Regions from separate parts of the Macaca mulatta genome. Here region 1 is linked to region 2. A link is a contact called in public Hi-C data. All regions are on one chromosome and are shown on one strand. The core of a region is the stretch at or near the end of the contact, and the rest is flanking DNA. Distances in the headings are between cores, read along the strand shown.

Evidence for each region. Hi-C and Micro-C count contacts between places; a contact is called where the count stands out from the background.
Region 1: a contact with region 2 is called in a Hi-C map of fetal cortex germinal zone, with 3 times the contacts expected there. The contact joins the promoter of H1-2 here to the promoter of LOC115945176 in region 2. A contact is called at or near these places in 8 of 14 Hi-C or Micro-C datasets (CD4 T cells, blood, cortical neurons and 4 more).

Annotation. Positions count from the first base shown.
Region 1 is chr4:157,050,210-157,054,588 of T2T-MMU8v2.0, forward strand. It overlaps H1-2 (H1.2 linker histone, cluster member), which reads left to right and starts at 3,023. Exons shown (of 1, transcript XM_001084417.5): 1 at 3,023-4,379. The coding sequence starts at 3,065. The coding sequence ends at 3,706.
Region 2 is chr4:157,004,780-157,009,053 of T2T-MMU8v2.0, forward strand. LOC115945176 (histone H4-like) reads right to left here and starts at 1,842. Exons shown (of 1, transcript NM_001374547.1): 1 at 1,409-1,842. The coding sequence starts at 1,836. The coding sequence ends at 1,447.

The sequences.
Region 1 (4,379 bases), core at 1,773-4,272, 47 kb after region 2:
TGAGGTGAGATCAAGCCACTGCACTCCAGCCTGGGTGACAGAGCGAGACTCCGTCTCAAAAAAAAAAAAATTTGGAAAGTATTTATGTGATTCACATTCTCTTTTACTGTCTAGTATTGCGTTACATCATCACGTATACCATAAGTAGACTTTTTAGATAATTCTCTAATATAGCTTGGAAAGATATGGAGAAATATTTTTGCCTGGCTTTTAAGTTTTGCATAACTTTTTCAACACACTTTACAAGGGATCTAGAAAGGGCTTGGTTACATATTTCTCTGTCTTCTGGCCTCCACCATGTTGCCAGGAGGTTGGGGACAAGATTCTGTGTGGCTGGATGTCCTAATGGCTTGAGGTCTTCAGACTTGCATGTAAAGAGATGTGATTAGCTTGAGTTGACTGGAAAAATCATATTAGAGAACTGAATCACAGTGATTAAATTTACTTGTCGATTTATAAACCAGGATACCAATTTATAGTGAAAGGAGGTCCAGTTACCTGGTAATTAAGACTCCTCGTAGCTATTTTCATGGTGGATACACTTAGCCAAGTTTTAAATGAGAAGGGGGTTCATTGCGTACAGAATAAGATCTACATCACATGTTCTTTTTTTTTCTTTTTTCTTTTAAGACGGAGTCTTGCTCTGTTGCCCAGGCTGGAGTGCAATGACACAATCTCAGCTAACTACAACCTCCGCCTCCCAGGTTCAAGGGATTCTCCTGCCTCAGTTTCCCGAGTAGCTGGTAATACAGTTGCCTGCCACCGTGCCCAGCTAATTTTTGTATTTTTTAAAGTAGATATGGGGTTTCACCATGCTGGCCAGGCTGGTCTCGAACTCCTGACCTCAGGCAATCTGCCCGCCTCGGCCTCCCCAAGTGCTCCCAAGTGCTGGGATTACAGGCATGAGCCACCAAGCCCGGCCTAAGTGACATGTTATTATATTGTTTCTTTCTTTCTTTTTTTTTTTTTTTTTTTTTTTGCGACTGAGTCTCACTCTGTCGCCCAGGCTGGAGTATAGTGGCGTCATCTCGGCTCATTGCAACCTGCAACCTCCTCCTCCTGCATTCAAGTGATTCTCTTGCCTCAGCCTCCCGAGTGCCTCCACTCTCAGCTAATTTTTGTACTTTTAGTAGAGATGGGGTTTCACCATGTTGGCTAGGCTGATCTCAAACTCCTGGCCTCAGGTGATCCGCCCCGGTGAGTCTCCCAAAGTGCTGGGATTACAGGCCTGGGCCACAGGGTCCAGCCTTATATTATTTCTTTTACTACAATATATTAGTATGATGCAACTGCTTCAATTGTTTATATACTTTACATAATTTTGTATAATTCTTATACCCTGTCACTCTGAGGAATGGCTGGTCTAAAGTGTTTTTCCACCACTGCTAATTCATCCATCACTAATCTCATTAGACTGTTAATTCCCAGAGGACATAAGCACACAAGTAGACAATGTTTCCAAACGTTGGACAAATGTTATTTAATAAAATAAGGGGGTCACCCTTAGTCTAAAAGATGTTTCACTTTTCATTCTTCATTGAACTCAATTTATAGGATACCTTTTGACTTTCCCACAATCTAAGGCTGTTCTCTAACACATATTTTCATGAAAACATATATTTGAGTAGAAATTGTTGGTGAGTTGTAATATTACCTTTGTCCCTAAATATAAATCCATAATTATATCAAAGGTATGGGCAGACAACTTACTTTGCCTTTAATCTCTAGAAAAAAATAGCAATTACTTGGGGTCGGAGAGTAAAATAAGTAGTGAACCTTAAAGTAGTAAACTTGAGAACAGAATAGTTTCAGAGGGGAAAAGAAGAGGTGATTTTCAGCTCATCAACAAAAGATCTTATAATAAATTACATGTTCTGGTACTTTTCCTATCTTTCTGTGTAAATTTTTGCTATTTAAAAAATAAATTTCAAATATATTGTTCATCTTAAAAGTCAAGAGTTTGTTTTATTAAAGTCAGTTGCTTTATTTGCAATTCAAAGATATATTTGAGTTTCAAACTGGAGATTGTCCTGTACGGTAACTTGTGTAAGGTGTGGTTATTGAAAGTAACCTCTAATTTTCATGGGCTGAAATTCATCTCTAATATTGCAATGTACAAAAATAAATAAATAAATAAATGCTTGTTTTCTTTGAAAACATATTATCTCAGTGCCTCTAACTGCCAAATCTATTGGCTTTCTTTGCAGGCTTAAGGGATCTCCCTTGTTCCTTTATTATCTCTATCTTGAGAGCCAGACCTCCTGCCTTACACAACTCAGAGGGGGACCTCAGAGCTTTTTAAAAAGAGCCCAATTTCTCGCCTGTAGAGAAGTGAAAAGGATGCCCCGCCCCCATCTATGAAAAGAAGGATTTGATGGTTTCAATGTCTTCAAATCAAAGATTTAAGTCTCTAGCCCCCCACCACACCGGACCCTACCAAGGCTCATGAACCCCCTCCCATCCCTCCCTAATTACTTTGGACTGGCCCTGGAATCCTTGTCCCAGTCCACAGTTCCTGTGCGTCTGCAGGAAGAATTCACACAGGACCTGTGTTACTTCCCTTGTGAAGAAACAGAATTATCATGAAAATTTAGGTGGAAACCATTTCGCTTTTTTTTTCAAAAATAAGGGAAGCATGTGCCCAACCACCCCTGGGAAAAAGAACTTTCAGGGGCAAAGGAGCGAACAGGTAATTTATAAGAAAAACAGAAAGTGGTCTCTGACTGCCCCAGACTTCCTTCGGAGTTGGGGGAATTGGGGACGCCTGGACGCGTTGTTTTTGTGGTTGTGGAAAAAATAAATGAAAAGCCTGAAGCCCGAGGCTTCTGAGATCCTTTCCTGACCAAATCCGGGTGATTTGGTGCAGGGAATTTTAATATTTTTCCCCTTTTGTGAGGTGGAACAAACACAACTTGGGAGCAGCGCAGCGACTCAGAGCCTGCCAGCCAGGCGGGCCACCAGAGCACCAATCAGAGCGCTCCTGCGCTCTATATATACAGCGGCCCTGCCCAAGCGCTGTTTCATCGGCGCTTTGCCACTTGTACCCGAGTTGTTGATCCTCAACATGTCCGAGACTGCTCCTGTCGCTCCCGCTGCCGCGCCTCCGGCGGAGAAAGTCCCCGTAAAGAAGAAAACAGCCAAGAAATCTGGGGGGCCGCCTCGTAAGGCATCTGGTCCCCCGGTGTCAGAGCTCATCACCAAGGCGGTGGCAGCCTCTAAAGAGCGCAGCGGGGTTTCTCTTGCTGCTTTGAAAAAAGCGTTGGCTGCCGCCGGCTATGATGTGGAGAAAAACAACAGCCGAATCAAACTTGGTCTCAAGAGTCTGGTGAGCAAGGGCACTCTGGTGCAGACTAAGGGCACCGGTGCTTCTGGTTCCTTCAAACTTAACAAGAAGGCAGCCTCCGGCGAAACCAAGCCCAAGGTTAAGAAGGTGGGCGCAGCCAAGCCTAAGAAGCCGGTTGGGGCAGCTAAGAAGCCTAGGAAGGCGACTGGCGGCGCTACCCCGAAGAAGAGCGCTAAGAAAACACCGAAGAAGGCGAAGAAGCCGGCCGCGGCCACTGTGACCAAGAAAGTGGCCAAGAGCCCAAAGAAGGCCAAGGTTGCGAAGCCCAAGAAAGCTGCCAAAAGTGCTGCTAAGTCCGTGAAGCCCAAGGCCGCCAAGCCCAAGGTTGTCAAGCCTAAGAAGGCGGCACCCAAGAAGAAATAGGTGGACGCCTGCTTCAAAAAACCCAAAAGGCTCTTTTCAGAGCCACCACTGATCTCAATAAAAGAGCTGGATACTTGTTTTTCTTAGTTGCCCTTGTTCCTTTTCTTGCTCGACCCTGCTCCTTAAGGTTAGTCGAACGGGAACCTTATAAGACAAATAAGTAACGGGGGTTCGAGAGTGGCCGTGGTGAGGTTACGGCGCTTAAACCTTTACTGCGACTTCCATGTCCCTGACTGCTGCTTCGAGGCGTTTCCCGCTGGCGGATGTTTTTGGGATGGCAGTCAGCCACGCCCCAGGCCTGTGAAAGGCAGAAAAGATCGCAAAACAAGAGCCAGTTTCTTCGTCTAAAGGGATATCCGGATTGGACTAAAAAATAATTCAAAAGTCCCGCCCTGCTCCTGGGTTGGTCCGTCGTTCTAGTCCATGACTTTAATTCTATATTTAATTGGATGGTGGCAGACGTTGCTTATTCCGTGTGTGTTGCTTCTCTGTGACTTGAAAGTTTTGCCTCTTGATATTAACGTTCGGGATTTCGGACGCTTTCCATGTTGTAGGTAGTCAAGTTGGTATCTCCTGGAGGTAGTGGCAACATCCAGCCCTGGGAGGAGAGTGCGTGCAGGTACCTTTGTCCTACATTCCTCTGCTGTTAATTTCTCATTCCTGTGGTAACAAA
Region 2 (4,274 bases), core at 592-3,091:
CTGCACACACCAGCCTGGGTGACAGAGCGAGACTCCGTCTCAAAAAAAAAAAAAAAGTGTAGGTTTCATCAGACTGCCAGAGCATTCTGAAGACTGAAAAATTTTAAGAATCCAAACCTTAATGAAAATGTTGGAGGCTGCCCAGTTAGGGTCTGAATTCAACCTTCCTGAATCACAAAATTGTTTTAAGTCTCGGGGTCTGAGCTAAAGTACATTTCTCTTTAAACAAACATAGTTTAATTTTCCCTTGATTTATGATTTAGTATTCTTACCGACCATCAAAAATATTCAGTCAATGTTAGTCTATCTTGGACCATGGTATTTCGAGAAACTTTGAACAAAGTCCCCTGCAAAACTATGCATTGCATTATTTCACAGACATGTATGTTTTCCAGACGGTTCAATAGTACCTCACTTTTCTGAACTTATTTGTATAGTTTGGAATCTTTTTAAAAATTAAGTTGTGTCCTATAATGAGAAACAACTAAACATTATGTTTTAAACTTGTATAGATAAAATCAACCACAGACCTTTCCTGTTTGGATGTAATTGTATTGTTTCCCAATGAGTTTGGAATTACAAGGATTGTGCAAAAATATGCCTCACTTGCCTGACATAGCAGAGAGCCCTTTTGTCTAAATTCTGTGCCCAGCAATCGACTGTCACCAGATTTTCATCATATACAGTGAGGATGAACAACTGACTTCTCTCAGCAGCTGGCCAGTCTCTCAAGAATATGCGAATCTCTCAAGATGGCTTCCTGCACCTTTGCTCCTTTAGCCTTGTGTGTATACAAGGCTAGCATGCCTGGCATACATAAGGTTAAAAACAAAATCAACCACTTATGGTTCTTCCTCCAGTTCTGAGGATTATTACGACCACTTTTTTTTTTTTCTTTTTTTTGATGGAGACTCAATCTGTCACCCAGCTGTCACCCAGGCTGGAGTGCATGGAGTGCAGTGGCACAATCTCGGCTCACTGCAACCTCCGTCTCCCGGGTTCAAGCAGTTCTCTGGCTCAGCCTCCCAAGTAGCTGGGATTACAGGCGCCTGCCACCACACCCGGCTAACTTGTATTTTTAGTAGACTGGGGTTTGGCCGTCTTGGCCAGGCTGGTCTTGAACGCCCGACCACGTGATTCACCCGCCTTGGCCTACCAAAGGGCTTGGATTACAATTGTGACCCACTGTGCCCAGCAAATGCTTCTTTTCTGGAGACACTTTACTAGCGCTTACCTCTCTATGCCTACTTTCTGCTTCAAAATTTTGTCAGAATGTGGCCGGTCATTGTAAACACAGATCATTCTTATTCAAGTTATCAGTGAATTCTGCCATTCAGACTCACATTCTCGCAACGCATTTCAGCTCTTTAGACGACTTTGTGAGCGGCCCTGAAAAGGGCCTTTTTTGTTTTTTTTGAAGTTCCAGGAGACCGCGTATTCTTAGATTCAGCCGCCGAAGCCATACAGAGTGCGCCCCTGACGTTTTAGAGCATATACTACATCCATGGCTGTGACAGTTTTGCGCTTGGCGTGCTCCGTATAGGTAACAGCGTCTCGAATAACGTTCTCTAAGAAAACCTTCAGCACACCTCGAGTTTCCTCATAGATGAGACCGGAAATGCGCTTGACGCCACCGCGCCGAGCCAAACGGCGAATAGCCGGCTTTGTGATGCCCTGGATGTTATCCCGGAGCACCTTACGATGGCGCTTAGCACCACCCTTCCCCAATCCTTTTCCGCCTTTGCCACGACCAGACATGATTCCCACAGCATTGGAAGTTATGAACGCACACAGTCCCTTATATACAAACTTGGCGGACCTGATTGAAAACAACATGAGTTGGCGCGGATTTTTTATTTTTCAAATTAGGTCATACCAAGTGGGTGGAGCAAGAAAACTTTCATTAAGAGTTCATTGTTTTGATTGGCCAGTGAGACTTCGCTCTTCGTGGGACTGGAAGGGTCTCTACAAGCTGAATGCACTGTATTCCTGTCAGCTTAATGACGCTAAGGACAGCCCCATTCCAAATTTCTATTTCCACTTAATAACTAATAAATTACGCAATAGTTTATTGGGAAAAGTACAAATAATGTTTAAAGGAGGTCAGATTTATAGGTCAAGGGACTTAACCTCCCAATCATTTCAATATTTTTATTTACACCAGGCATTTTGATGGTTTTCTCTGTGCTGGACAAAGTATAAGTTTGGCTATGAAGTTTCACTCCTAAAGATCCTATGTTTGAGAAGGCAAAAAGATAGCCAAATAATTGCAAATGAAAACCTCATAAGTGCAAACTTCTTCTTCGTCACCTTCCCTATCTCGATTCAAATATTTATTGAATGACTTATTTTTGTGCAAAAGTCTGTGAGAGAGATAGGGAACATAAACTTAAGTCTGGAAAAAATGTTTTCCCAGGACGCTCTTCCTGGCCTGCTGTGCCTGTCTGGTGTGCCTGAAATTCCAAACACTCTTCCCTTCCCACCATTTTTAATCCCCTTTCAACTTGCTCCAGCTTTAGAGAAAAGAACATACGTTTTGTACAGTTGGGGATTAATTGAAGTGTAGGGCTAATACTTGATTAAGGTCATTACAAAGTCTACAGGGTCTTCCTCTGGGAGGTTTTCGTGATAAGATTATTGGTGTTAAAATAAGGCTAATCCCCTTGAAAAATAAATAGAATTGCAGAATTGGGTCTGAATGTGATTTGAAGAAAGGGACTTCTCAATTCAAAATTTTATTCTTAGCTTCCTGCCAGAGCTTTCCAGAATGCCCATAAGATCCGCTTTTGTTTAAAAAACAAAAACCCAACCCCACCCACCTCTCTCTGGTTAATAAATGAATATCCATTGGTAATATTTATAATGAACTGTGGCCTGTGAGAGACATCATATAGTAACCTCAGACTTGCTCGCATGAAAAGAAATCCAGAAATGGAGAAAAAAGACCCAGGAAAGGCCAGAATGCTCTCAATGTCATATTGTTTCTATCACTTCTGAAATAATTGATTACATTCTTCCGACCCAAATTGAGTTATTAGATTTTTCCACTCACTATCCACATGCCATAACACATACCTTATAACTAGAGACTTAGCTAGGAACAAATGTCAAACATTACAGAGAAAAAGTGCAGAGTCCAAGATCATAAGTAAAACTCTGAAATCTCAACATGCCTTTTAATTCATGAAAATAAAAAATATAGCAGCATATGCAATATGACAATTCTCTGAAAACATACCTCATGTGAACTACCCTGGAACTCATCTCGCCAAGTGCCATCTTCATTTAAACCAGAGGTCTAGGATGCCTTTCCTTTATTTTGCCTATTATATTATTTATACAACCCCATTTTTATTTTGATACTTTATTTACTTTCTATTTCCTGCTCCTAATATCTCCTTTCTAAACTTTTCTCAATGATAGTGACTCAAAAACAATGAATGTTAGAACAAATATTAAAGGGTGTATATATATATATATTTAAAATGGATTTTTCCACTCTGGGAAGAATTCAGGCATACTCAATCTTAAAATACCCATTTTTCTGGTTTATTTTTTTCTGAATTAAACTGTCATTTCCATTGGCACATCTTTGGTTCTGTAGGATAACCTATGTCTCTGCTGGGTTTTTTTTTTTTACCTCCACTCCTTACTATTCTAGGAAAAAATCTCTGCTTTTTCTTTTCAGTTTAAATTCTTTTACTAAAAGGTTTCTTAACTTGAACTTCCTAGGCTTGCTGTACTTGTGTGGGCACTCTCCCATAAACAGTATTAATACATTTTGATTTGTTAAAAATAAAGATATTTCGACAGAAAATTTCTTTTCTTTTTCTTTTCTTGTTTTTTTATTTTGTTTTGTTTTTTGTTTTCCCAGACTGGAATGCAGTGGCACCATGATGGCTCATGGTAGCTACACTTCCCTGGGCTCAAGTGCTCCTCCCACCTCAGCCTCCCAAGTAGCTGGGACTACAGTTGTGCACGACCACACCTGACTAATTTTGTGTATTTTGTAGAGATGGGCTTTCCCTATGTTGTCCAGGCTGGTTTTGAACTCCTGGGCTTAAGCGATCTGCCCACCTTGTCCTCCCAAAATGCTAGGATTACTGGCGTGAGCCAACAGGTCTGGCTGGAAAGATAATTTTTAACATTATCCTCTCTTAAACATTTGTTTCAAAAATTTTACAAACATGATAGTAATTAAATATGATTTTCAAAATTCCCTTGAATACTTCCTTAATAGCACACAGAAAGCACAAAGTATTTTATACTTGTTT